Linked DNA regions of Mus musculus: regions 1, 3 and 4 are each linked to region 2. A link is a contact called in public HiChIP or PLAC-seq and promoter capture Hi-C data. All regions are on one chromosome and are shown on one strand. The core of a region is the stretch at or near the end of the contact, and the rest is flanking DNA. Distances in the headings are between cores, read along the strand shown.

What was found. Promoter capture Hi-C pulls out the DNA fragments that hold promoters and counts their contacts. HiChIP or PLAC-seq counts read pairs in DNA pulled down with a chosen protein or histone mark.
Region 1: an H3K27ac HiChIP or PLAC-seq map of embryonic stem cells shows a contact between it and region 2, with 3 times the contacts expected there. The contact joins the enhancer-like site here to the promoter of Asns in region 2. A contact is called at or near these places in 3 of 39 promoter capture datasets (the 3T3-L1 cell line, 3T3-L1-derived adipocytes and liver), 3 of 115 datasets of contacts at active chromatin or transcription factors (embryonic limb bud, embryonic stem cells and extraembryonic endoderm stem cells) and 1 of 9 other capture datasets (adipose tissue).
Region 3: a promoter capture Hi-C map of liver shows a contact between it and region 2, with 2.6 times the contacts expected there. The contact joins the enhancer-like site here to the promoter of Asns in region 2. A contact is called at or near these places in 7 of 39 promoter capture datasets (the 3T3-L1 cell line, 3T3-L1-derived adipocytes, cranial neural crest and 4 more), 1 of 115 datasets of contacts at active chromatin or transcription factors (large pre-B cells) and 1 of 9 other capture datasets (liver).
Region 4: an H3K4me3 HiChIP or PLAC-seq map of embryonic stem cells shows a contact between it and region 2, with 6 times the contacts expected there. The contact joins the promoter of Dlx6os1 here to the promoter of Asns in region 2. A contact is called at or near these places in 2 of 39 promoter capture datasets (both in embryonic stem cells) and 3 of 115 datasets of contacts at active chromatin or transcription factors (embryonic stem cells, extraembryonic endoderm stem cells and pancreatic cancer cells).

Annotation. Positions count from the first base shown.
Region 1 is chr6:8,660,142-8,663,041 of GRCm38.p6, forward strand. All of the region lies in intron 8 of Ica1 (islet cell autoantigen 1), which reads right to left. Among named protein-coding and RNA genes, the nearest start is that of Gm35621, 38 kb to the left of the region's middle. Within about 2 kb of position 1,625, at least 27 of the 459 cell types and tissues checked have an H3K27ac peak or open chromatin away from gene starts, as enhancers often do. A contact at or near this core is called in embryonic stem cells, where this site is marked.
Region 2 is chr6:7,691,770-7,694,754 of GRCm38.p6, forward strand. It overlaps Asns (asparagine synthetase), which reads right to left and starts at 1,440. Exons shown (of 12, transcript NM_012055.4): 1 at 1,340-1,440.
Region 3 is chr6:8,269,785-8,272,667 of GRCm38.p6, forward strand. Umad1 (UMAP1-MVP12 associated (UMA) domain containing 1) reads left to right here. Exons shown (of 4, transcript NM_001302354.1): 2 at 689-797. The coding sequence starts at 716. Among named protein-coding and RNA genes, the nearest start is that of Umad1, 12 kb to the left of the region's middle. Within about 2 kb of position 1,482, at least 11 of the 459 cell types and tissues checked have an H3K27ac peak or open chromatin away from gene starts, as enhancers often do. A contact at or near this core is called in liver, where this site is marked.
Region 4 is chr6:6,870,353-6,873,279 of GRCm38.p6, forward strand. Dlx6os1 (distal-less homeobox 6, opposite strand 1) reads right to left here and starts at 1,275. Exons shown (of 2, transcript NR_155496.1): 1 at 1,137-1,275.

The DNA of each region.
Region 1 (2,900 bases), core at 375-2,874, 970 kb after region 2:
TTGTATGTGGGGTGTTGCCATGGTATGTGTGTAGAGCAGAGGACAACTTGTGGAAACAGTTCTCTCCTTGCACCGCATGGGTTCCAGAGATCAAACCCAGCTTGTGAAGTTCGCCAGCAAGTGCCTTTACCTGTAGGCCATGGGGGTCTCTTTATTGACTCTGTGTCTCTTAATTTAAGTTCTGAAGCACTTCATTACATAAAGTCTGCCTGTACAGCACTGGCATTATTTTTAAGATTTTTAAAAAAATTTCATGTATACAAATACACTGTAGCTATCTTCAGACACACCAGAGGAGGGCACTGGGTCTCATTAGAGATGGTTGTGAGGCAGCAAGCTGGCTTGAACTGGTGGCTTGAACTCAGGACCTCTGAAAGAGCAGTCAGTGCTCTTATTCACTGAGCCATCTCTCCAGTCCCTTTTAAGATTGATTTATTTTTTATTTATTACTATTTTTTAATGACTCCCTGTCTCTGGATGTTAAATTGGTACCTTCATTTGAAAAATATTTTTTGGAGTGTCTACCATGTGTAAGATGGTGTTTGGGATATTTTGGATGTCAGTCAAAAGAAAAATTATCAGTAAGTGAGATGCCTGGGCAGATCATTTAAACAAGGAGACAAGACGATGAGATCGTTATTTCAGTGAATGTGATGTCCTCTCGCAGAGATGGCACTTCAACTGAGAGTAAATGACATGAAGGAACCAGCCACCACGTACAGCTCACTGAGAAGCTTGAGTAAGAAGGCCCAAAGGTAAGAATACCTCAGCCTGTGTGGAGAAGTCACTGGGGCCGTGCTGTGACTGGCAAGAATGGATGTCTTAGGAGACCCCCATAATGTGGCCAGCAGTGTCTCCCAGGGGAGAGCATTTGCTGTGGCATTGGCCATCTCGCCTCCTTTGTGCTGTCTCTCTATGCATGACAACTACACACAGCACAGGATCATTGTGTGCTGCGGCCTGGACTGTGAGGGGAAAATGCTACAATGGACAGGGTGAGAGTAAATGCGACAGTGGATGCAGATTGTGTTCTAGAAAGTTTTGTCGTACATACATACATACATACATACATACAAAAATAATCCAGTAAAAGTAGTGTGAGCAAATGTGTGTGTGAGCATGTGTGTGTGTGTCACACGTGTGTGAGTGTGTGTATGTGCGTTAGAGTTGTGTAACCACAAACGGGAGCTCATCAGATGTCAAGGACATACTCTCTTCCATACATTTGCCAATCACGGCATCTCTCTCTTTCTGTCTCTCAGCAGCTGTATTCTCCCTAGAATGGTTCAGTTCTGATTAGAGTGAAGGCTGGAGTATTTTCAGCCAATGCTCCCAGGACTCACTTTTAGATCCCGTGACACTTGTCCAGGCCTCCTGGTTCGCTCAATTATCTCCTCATTGTGTTTCCTTTTTGTCAATCAACATTGGGCAGGCCATGGACATGTCTGCTTCAGTGAGCTGCGTCTAGCTGCCACAGCCCCTGTCTAAACCCCCAAGATGCCCTTGACAGTTCCATGGCTATCATCCCTCCTGTCTCCAGCCAACCTCCCGTCCTGACCACACTGGAGCAGCCCTCAGACAATCCCTTTGTAATGTAAACCATTCCTTGTCTCTTTTCAAGCCTTTCCCCTGTTGGGCCATTAGCAGGGACTCAATTGTTGGCTCCCTGTCACCACAGTCACACTTAAGACACTATTGTGCGTTCCCAACAGAATGGCTGCAGTTCCAATTGCTACTTTAATTTACTATTAATAATTCCTGTGACAATGCTCTTCTCGTCCTACATTACTATTGTGCCTATAATTTTGCTTTTGAAGCCTGGCAAATGCTAAAATTCATACTTGTTGGTTACAAAAATTAATGTAATGCTCATCATTAACAATTACATCTATTCAACTAAGCAATGTAAAGGCTCAGAGGAAAGTGATGAAAAGGCATAGAACACCAGAAGGAAAATTAATGTAAACACATCAGCTTGTTTATTCACTTTGAGAATTTTGAATGAAGGAAAACATTGTATTCACACACATACCTGCTTACCTGAAATACAATCCACACGCCACAGGATTCAAACACTCTAAAGCTGTAAGTCAAAGATTTATAACATATCCACAGAGTTATACACGCATCAGAACAATCGATTTTTGAACACTGACAGTGGGCTTGCTAACATAAGACTTGGAGATCAAACAAAGCACAAATCAAAAAGGTGAAAAAGAACCACGAAAGAAGCTTGTTTCTGACGAAAGACGGCACGCACTGAAGGGAGCCTCTAACGGAAAGACTGAAAGCTCACATCCTAAGCCCACCTGAAATTTAGTTTATTGTGTGATTGTCCAAAGTATGCCATTCTGTGGAATAGAGAATAATTTCCTGCCTCAAACAAGGCCAGTGGGGAGGGAGTAGACAGTTGGGCTTGCTAAGGGTTAGGGATGCTAGAAATGAATTTTTCTGATTATTTCGAAGTGCCAGAACCCAGTTAAAAAACCACTTGCCCCTAACAGTTCCTGCAGAAGTGACAGCATTTTTTGAGTGACAGGAATCCATGTTCTGGCAAAATGAACGAGAAAGGTCTGGGGGCTGCATATGAAGAGCTAGCCATCAGATAGAACCACTGCCAGCTGCTGGCCTACCGAGGCCACATTTGAACCCATGGCCAGAAAAGAAAACTCTAAAACCCGTGCTTCTAAGACTCATCCCAGTGAGCCCTTCCCGCAAACTGTCTGTGGGCATCACTGCCTCTCAGCAGTGGCCAGCATCCCTCCACTGACTGAAAGCAACTTTGTGGATGAAAGGGTGTCTGCAGACCGAGTAACCTGTCCCTGGCCAGGCTGCAGCAACAGGCTAATAGCTTCCATCAATGCACAAATGGCTTCAGGAAGCACACACACACAATATAG
Region 2 (2,985 bases), core at 190-2,689:
TTCAAACTCCTTTGTAATCGGACTCAGAGGCCCTCTTGTACCATATTTTCCTCACTGTTGTCTGTAAATTTCCTCCTTTCCTGGTTAACTTCTGCAGCAGTACTGGCCAGTGAGCCATATGTGAAATTTTAATATACTAATAAAGCTCATTAAGAAGACAAGAGAAAACATTAAAACTAATTTTAAACATACCTTAACATGACACACCCTAAATACGACAACCAATACAATATAATCAAAATTAATTATATTTACACTACTTTTCCTAAATTATTAAAACCGGGCTGGAGGGATACTTTAGTGGTTAGAGGCTGCAATCAAACATCAAAACATCAAGCGTTCGGTTTTCATAATCATCGAAATCGACACATTACACTCTTACCACATCTCAGTTCAGACTAGCCAGCATTTCTAGGGGTCAGTCTATGAAAGAGCACAGGCTCCCCGCTGGACAGCGCCGCTTTCGTACACTGAACTGATAGTTCTAAACTCCACTGGATCACCTTAAGACCTCAATAATCAACCCGTGGCCTTGTGCAAGTCTTACTTCAAATGAATATTATAGTACTGACATCAATCAACGAAGAGTTAGCTGTTAAAACCCGTAGGCCACAGGCAACGAAAAATCAAACTCGCCCGTGTATTTTAAAAGTTATCTTATCTGAAACTAGACCTGTGAAATAGCTATCCATAATTAAGAAAAAAAAAAAAAAAAAAAAAAAAGCACGCCAATTCCTTTGCCTTTTCCCGTACTTGGTTGCCTGTCTCCTTAAACAGATTTTTCCCGGCGTGGCTGCGAGTATGGAACTGGAGTGGAGGAAGGGCCTGAGCAGCGAGGTGAGTGAGTGCTCAGAAATCCGGATCCAGACAGACCCAGAGACACTCGCTCTAGAGCTTGGTAGAGCCTCTGTCCTGCTGGAGAGCGAGACCCCTACACTAGCCTGGGGCTCCCAATTACAGCTGGTCTTGTGCAAGCGTCCACCTAGTCCCAGGCAAAACCTTCGGATGGCTGAAATTTCCCAGATCTAGACGTCATACAGTAAAAAAAAATATTTATGGTGTCTAAATGAAGGCCACCTTCGCCTTCTGTCTGGAGCGGCCCTGCCTCCGCGCTGCACTTCGCTCACATGAAAGCTTTCCTGGCAGCTCCGTCCTAGGTGCGCAACAATCGCCCCGCGCCCGCCCCGCCCTGCCTCGCGCTGCACCGCAGCATCGGTCTGGCGCCGGACCCGAGCGCTCCGCATCCGAACTCCCGGGACATGTGCCCGCGCGGACAGCACATCCTCCGGCCTCCCAGGCGAGCAGAGCGCTCCGCGCTGAGCACCCGGCTCCCGCTTACCTGAGCACTAGCGGCCAGGGCCAGAGAAGGTGGAGCAGAGGCAGCGCAGTGACAAGACCGGTTGGAGGCCGCTTCCCACCTTAGAGTCGCCGGGCTTCTGTAACGCGTGCGGGAAGTTTCATCATGTGGCTGGGACCCAACCCGTGCGCAGGGGCGTGGCCCGCAGTGCTGACGAGCGACGCCAGGCGGGGCGGAGGCCAAGGCAAACGTGCATCCTGGGGCCGAGAGCCAGGAGGTGTTCTGCTTCTGTTCCTTAAGGTGCTGTGACACTGCAGGCAGGATAAGCCCAGAGGTCGGGCCGCCAGGTCCAGTGTCCCATCAGCAATAGATCTCCTACTCCTTAATTGTAGTCTTCAGTACTTCCTAACAGAGTGTCTGATATATAGATGTGGATACATAAGTAACATAGGAATACCTAGAAGGACACCACACACAGACACACACACACACAAATAACTACTACTACTGAGCAGCTAAGAAGAACCCCAGGTAATCTCCCTGCAGAGATTAAAAGCACTCTTGAACCAATAGTGCCTACAAATTCATTGTACAATAAAAAGAAATGTTTGTCCTAAGAAACTGTTGTGCCAAGGTTAACTTCTTCACAAAGTCTCCATCAAGTTGATAACATTAAGTTCAAATAGATCAGTGGACCTTGAACATACGGACAAATCCTCTTCCAGAGAGCTGTAGACAGCAGACCAATCCTCTTCCAGAGAGCTGTAGACAGCGGACCAATCCTCTTTCAGAGAGCTGTAGGCAGCGGTCCAAACCTGCACAGCACTGTGGAGATGGAAGCAGGAAGATCAAGAGTCAAGGTCATCCTCTTAAGTAGGGAGTTTGAGGACACAGGGACACACACACACACACACACATGCATGCACGGACACACGCACACCTATATATAAAGATTCTTTTTCAGTACCTCAAAAAAAAAAAAAAAAAAAAAGACCTTCCTCAGCTTGACTAAAAGATTGGTAGTATGCTCTTAGTATTCCCTCGGATAGGGAAAATACACCATGATTTAAAACACACACATACACAATTTTACTGCATTCTTTAATGAATTTATAGTTACTAAACATCAGCACCCAGTAGATTGAGAAACAATGAAACTGTGCTGTGAAATAAACTAAGATCAGATTTTAGGCAGCACTTAGAAAGCCTCTGATCTTGTTGTTCCACAAGGGATGTACTGCACTTGTTTGACCTTGAGAATATCAAATTTTTAAAAAGTCCTTTAAGCTCCTTTAAATACAAATTAAATCTTTTCTTCTCAATAGTTGTTGGAGGGTGAACCCATCTTCTAACTTTTTAACTTATCTTAAGCATATAATCACATAGGGATAGCTAGCCTTTGTTACCTTTAAACTCTTTGTGGCTGCAAAGGGCTTCTTTGAGTTTAATAGTATCTTGAAACAAAGGTACATTGTTTTGTTTTTGACCCATTTACATTTCTAAGGTTAGCTCTTGAAGAATAGCATAGGACGTCCCCACCCAGCCCTTTGGAACAACAGTGAGTTAATTTATCAGCTTGCCCACCTTCTTCACTCAAAATGTTGCAGTCCCAAGCTAGGTGGACTTACCTAGGTCAGAAATTCACCTAGGTCAGGAACACAGAATGGAGACCCCTTTTCCTGGAACTC
Region 3 (2,883 bases), core at 232-2,731, 580 kb after region 2:
AGTGCTTTCTACCCTTAGGACTCTTCTTTGCCCTTCATTCTTTTGCTCCAAGTGCCTGAGGTAGCAGCTTATGATGTGGCCTTGCCTGCACCTTGGCACCCTTCAGTTTGTATCCCACTTGTTTTCTAAGGGTTTTCATTCTACAGGACTATGCAAAGATGGAGGTGGGGGGCAGGGCATCAACACCAAGATGGGAGTTTGGGGTTGGCAATAGTGTATATGGGTACAGTACATTGCCTGAAGCAGGTAAGGGGGTAAAGGCTGTCTGCAGCTCCTTCCTTCCTTCTTTCCTTCTTTCCTTTTCTTTGTAAGTGGTTTTAGCTTTATGAAGTTTCAGCTAGATATGCAGAAAAGAAACCTAGGCAAGCCCCCCCCCCCCAAACTAATGTTTCTTCTGTGGTTTGTGAAGGTATTATCAATTGATTTCAGTCTTTCATGGAGTGCTTTCCTGAATCGTTAGAAACCGAAAGAGGTTGCAGACTTTTAGGGCACAGATTTTAGACTGGAAACAGATCTATCTTGCTTTAGACCTTCTATCTTTTGCTATGTAGAGAAAGGTTGATGCTTTTCAGTCTGGCCGTAGAATCCTTGGAGTCCTTATTGTGCTACCTTTATGACAGCTCCTTACTGAGAAGAGCAGGACTATCTGTTCCATCTGAGCTGACCTCATTCCGAATATCTGTTTCAGATAGCAGCAGCAGCGGCGGCGGCGGCTATGTTTCACTTCTTCCGAAAGCCTGCAGAATCCAAAAAGCCCTCTGGGCCGGAACCGGAAGCAGATGGATTTGTCCTCTTAGGTGAGTCCTTAAGAAACAAAATCCTAACTCGGTGAATCGTTTTAAAAATTAGTTGGTAATGATACGAATGGATTGTAAACTGTCTTCTAATTTCAGAGTCAGATGTATGAGACAGTGTCTCTGTTGCAATGTCAGGAGTGTGCGCCTGACAGCCCGCAAGGCTCTGCCAGCCTCAGCGAGTTTCTCGGTAGGGTTTTGTTGCTTTCTCCCTTCACAACAAAACTTCAGAAACCTTTAGACCTCTTGGAAACTATTGCCTTCTGGAGTTTGAGCAATATACGCTTCTCACAGGACTTTATTTCAGCTAAGTTTGGTTTTTCCAACCACTGTTCTATGTTTCTATTTTAAAAATATCTATAAAGGTAAGAATTATACAAAGAACTTTGATAAGTATTTTTTTTTTTTTGGTCTGAGCACATTTAGAAATAGCATTATTCTCTTTCACCATGCACTCATTGAAAGAACATGACAGTGGCTCTCTGCAGTGTTGAGGTCACACAGTTTCTAGAGCTGCTTATTTATGTATCTTCCTACATCTGTCCCTTCAGTTGCCAGCATGGGACATTAGGGGCAAGCTCCATCCATGGGTGATGTGGCGCTCCTTTTTGTGCAGTCTCTGCTGTCATGTAGCCTTGACCAGATGTCTCCCTGTTTACCTTACAGCTGCCCTAGTAGGTATGTACTTTGCACCTGCCTTTGCAGGGAAAGTCCATCTGGTACGGCCTGCCTTTCCTGTCTTAGCAAGACTAGCATTAGAAGTATCTTTGACTGAGACTCAGAAGTCTCACAGGCTTCCAGATTTGCTATTTCATGAGGGAATTTCCAAGACTTTAATTACTCTAATATGCGGGTACCAGCTGTTCTGCCTTTTCTATCCCCACTCTAATGGTATGTTTTCTCAGAAGCTGACATGCTGTGTTTTGAGCAAGTTTTCCCAGGACCGTGTTGGACTGAGCATGATTGATGTTGTCCCAGGACCGTATGTCTAGAAGTTTGACACTTATGAAGAGGAATCAATTCTGTATAATCCTAGAAAAACAATAAAATGTGTAGTGTAGTTGATCTGACCGTATACTTTGTTCAAATGACCCAGCGGCTATCAGCCTAGGCCTCCATGTTCCTCAGGAGCTGTCAGCTGATTCTGTCTGATTAACTGCGGTTGGTTTTAAATGTAAAGTTTCCATTTCAATAATTTTATTGAAGGAAAAACAACAACAAAAATCTTTGTATACCTGGTGTTCTATGGGCTTTGTAAGGCCTCTTGAGGTTCGGTGCAGTCAGTCAGTGTGGCGTCTGCCCTCGTTTCTCTTTTCATCTGTCACATCGTCTCACGTCTAACTCAGAGGCACTGCACAGGCTTACAGTTAAGTAGCGATCCGAATGCTGACTTCACAGGCAGAGCAGGGTTGACACCCTACTAGGTTTTCCAGTTTTAAGAAGTTGTTTAACAGTCCCAGGTGTTAGTATGGAACTGAATTAATTAATGCACAGAAAATACTTAGAGTATTCTGTAAGTAATGTGGTACTATCACCGTGTACAGAGCACTAATGTTCCAGGTTCTTTGCCGTGCATGAAGCAACTTTGGACTTAACCTGGGCAATCCGGTGCCAGAGCCTATCTTTTTAGCATCTGTACTGTTGCAGTTCTGAAATACTACACTGTCAGCATTTCATTTTTCAAGCTGTTTGTTTAGTTGATATAGAAGAAGAAGCATATGAAGTTGTGACGCACTGTTGACAATATGGCGACTGTAAATAATAATAAAATCCCACACATGTCAGCGAGCTGGAAGAAAGGGTTTCAGTGTTTTCACTGTGTCCTCAGTTTTAACCTAAGCCGTTAGTGATGGTGCAAGGGTCCAGGATTCAATGAAGAATGATATCCCAGACTCAAATAGTATATAAAGGCAAAGAGTAATTTATCCTGCAGAAATCTACCATGCTGGGGTCTCTCAATCCAAGATGGAGACCACAAAGTGAGGGATTTAAAGCACATTAGGGAAATTCTGGAGTAGGTGACCTTTATCTTGCTCCATCTCTAGGGACATTCCAGAACTGAGTGGGGGCTGGAAACTGCTGCTGGGGA
Region 4 (2,927 bases), core at 25-2,524, 820 kb before region 2:
TAGCTATTGGGTAGGAATATAAGAGAGAGACAACTTCTCCTCCTCTCTAACAAATAAACACCACATTATCTTTGGACACAATTTAGTGCAAAGGTTCTTGCCATGGTAGAAAAGCTTCTCTCGGCAGGGTGGGCAGTCAAAGACATTGTGGGATCCTATACTAAGCACTCTAGCTACTTATAACATTTACAGGGTCAGGGAACAGCGTCATCTAGAGACGGAACAGCACAGCTTGTTGCCAATATCTTCCTCGGTACATAGACTACACTGGTTCCTTGGCTTCATAAGTTGTCGATTCTGTGTCCCAACCAATCATCCCCCTCTAAGCCCAGGATCACAGAATTTGGGCTCAGCAGGCAATAAGCTCCACGGTCTGGATACCTTCCCCTCCCCCACTCCCCACTCCCCTCTGCGCTCTCGCTCTCTCTCTCTCTCTCTCTCTCTCTCTCTCTCTCTCTCTCTCTCTCACACACACACACACACACACACACACACACACACACACACGGACAGGGAGATACAGAGAGACAGAGACTACAGCTCTATGCAAGGCCCTACGGAACAGCCTTGAAGGGTTTCAGATGCCATTTATTCTACAAACTTTCCCCCAGCTGGAGAGAAGATGCCCAAAGGGCTGCAAAGCCCAGAGATTCAGGCACACCTGCTTTTGCTAACATCCATCCCCATAGCTGACTGCAAAGAAGCAAGCCACACAGCCAGCTCTGTTTGATCTCTGATGCCTCAAAACCTAAAATCATGGCCGCATATAAAAACCTCAATGTATTTACTTAAGATCAATTGTAAGTAACAATTTTCAGATAGATTTTTAGCTTGGACTCTCGGGCTCCTTCTACAACTCGCAGAAACCTGGTCCTTTCTTCGTCTCAAGTCACAGACTACACCAAACACATCAGTCGCACGGAAGCAAGACAGGCAAGTCAGGTTCTTAGGGATCCCATTCTCACCAGATCAACTCTTACTGTTAAAGGAAAATAAAAGGTCAGAGCCCAAACCTTGAAACCAAAGTTGCAATTCAAGTAAATCACAACAACATATTGTATATAGCTTGGAGAGTCTGAGAGGAGAAATAAAAACAGTACTTAGAAGTTAGAAGTATGCCAAAAATAAAAACTTACCCCGGTGAATATCTCTTAAGCAATGATCAGGGTCTAGAAATCTATACTGAGCGGAGGGAGGCACAGGAGAGCGTTTCTCTGAGTCTCAGGGCAGAGGCTCTGTCTCTATATTCTTGGTTGAGTGAGCACATCCAGGTGTGAAATTGTTTGCACACCCCAGCACCTCTTATATTGCCAGCAAAATTAGCTGTTATTACTGTCACTGTTTAGTGATGGTTAGCGTGATACAAAAAAAAAAAAAAAAAAAAAAAAAAAAAGCTGCTGTAATCAAGACCTGGCGCATCTTTGCAAATTACAGATAATTGTAAACGTCCAGATTATGATAATAGCATCCTAATCCAGCCTGCAATATAATTATTACAGAGTGTTACATCTGAAACTGTCCAGTAGGGCTAATTCAGCCATTATTTAGACCCTATTTTTTGTACTGCAAATGGGTTGCTGAGTTGAAAATGTACGATTGTAATTTCACAGGGCACTCAATGAGTAATGGTATAGGAAGAGGGAAAGTACAAAAGTGAAATGTGAACAGTAGCGATCAAATCAAACCCTGAAGGACAAAAGACTGTTTGATTCATATGGAAAAAGAAGAGCCAGAATTAAGAAAATAGCAAATCAGCAGTCTGAAGTATTATGTGTCCAAGTCTTCCACCGTGCAGAGCTGGTGCATTCACAGGGCCCCTGCTGCTGCTGCTGCCTCTGCTGCTGCTGCTGCCTCTGCTGCTGCTGCTGCCTGCAGGCTCAAATAGTTTTTTTTTTTCTTTTTTTTTTCTTTTAAAAACTACTCCCGTCTTTCTTCCCTCTACCATAGCATTTTCCTACTCTTAAAGGTGCCCTTCCCCCACAGCCCCTCCCCCACAGCAAAGGATATTTGTCAGTCCCTCCACTCTCTCCACCAAAGCCACCTCAGAATGTGCCTGTCACTTGTTTATAAACATATTCTTATATGAATCTACAATTGCTCTTGTCATCAGAGCCAACTGCCCTGGGTGCTGTAAAGTGTGTCTTCCCTCTATCCCTCTTCTCTTTTACAATAAAGAAGCTCTACTGCGTCCTAGAGGATATTAGCTGAACACGTATTAATTAATGTTAATTAAATATAGCCATCTGGGAAGCTGTTGGTTTGGTTAATATTTTAAATTTCATCATTAACTTTATTAGTGACCCCCCCCCCAATAAACCATTCTGGTTGCTTCTATGTCACAATTCGCCTAACAGGGCAAGGTTCCTGATCATGTTCAAACAGGAAAGGACAGAATGGAAAAGGGAAAGAGAGCTCAAGAGAGATGGGGAGACTCTTTCTGGTCCTGGAGTCAAACTCTCTGAGGATTCTATTACTTGCAGAAATATAAGTCATGCCCTAGCAGAGTCTGGATTAGTTAGCCTAGCCTCTGGATTAGTTCTGGTAGCGACATCCCAGTTAGAGTACATCCCAGTCAGAGATACCTAAACCTTGTATCCCAGGACTTCAGTTTCCCTGTTGAGCACAGAGAATTTCTTCAGCCTCTTTTCCAGTTTCAAAGCCAATTGTGTTGATTTCCCCTCCTCCCAAGGACATCTTACCGACCCACACAAGCTGCCCAACCAAGGCCACCCTGCAGGGTGGCAAGCAGGCTCCCTAGCTCCTGTGAATTTAAGGGCAATAATGAAATGTCCCCTGTTTAGTGACCCCTGTTTATAGATGAAAGTTGAGTCCATATCCCGCACCCCCTTCCACCCACCCTTCCCCCCCTCTTGCAAATGGCAAGTGGCTGAAATAGTTCTAGGTGAGAATAAGCGTCCGCTGGCGGT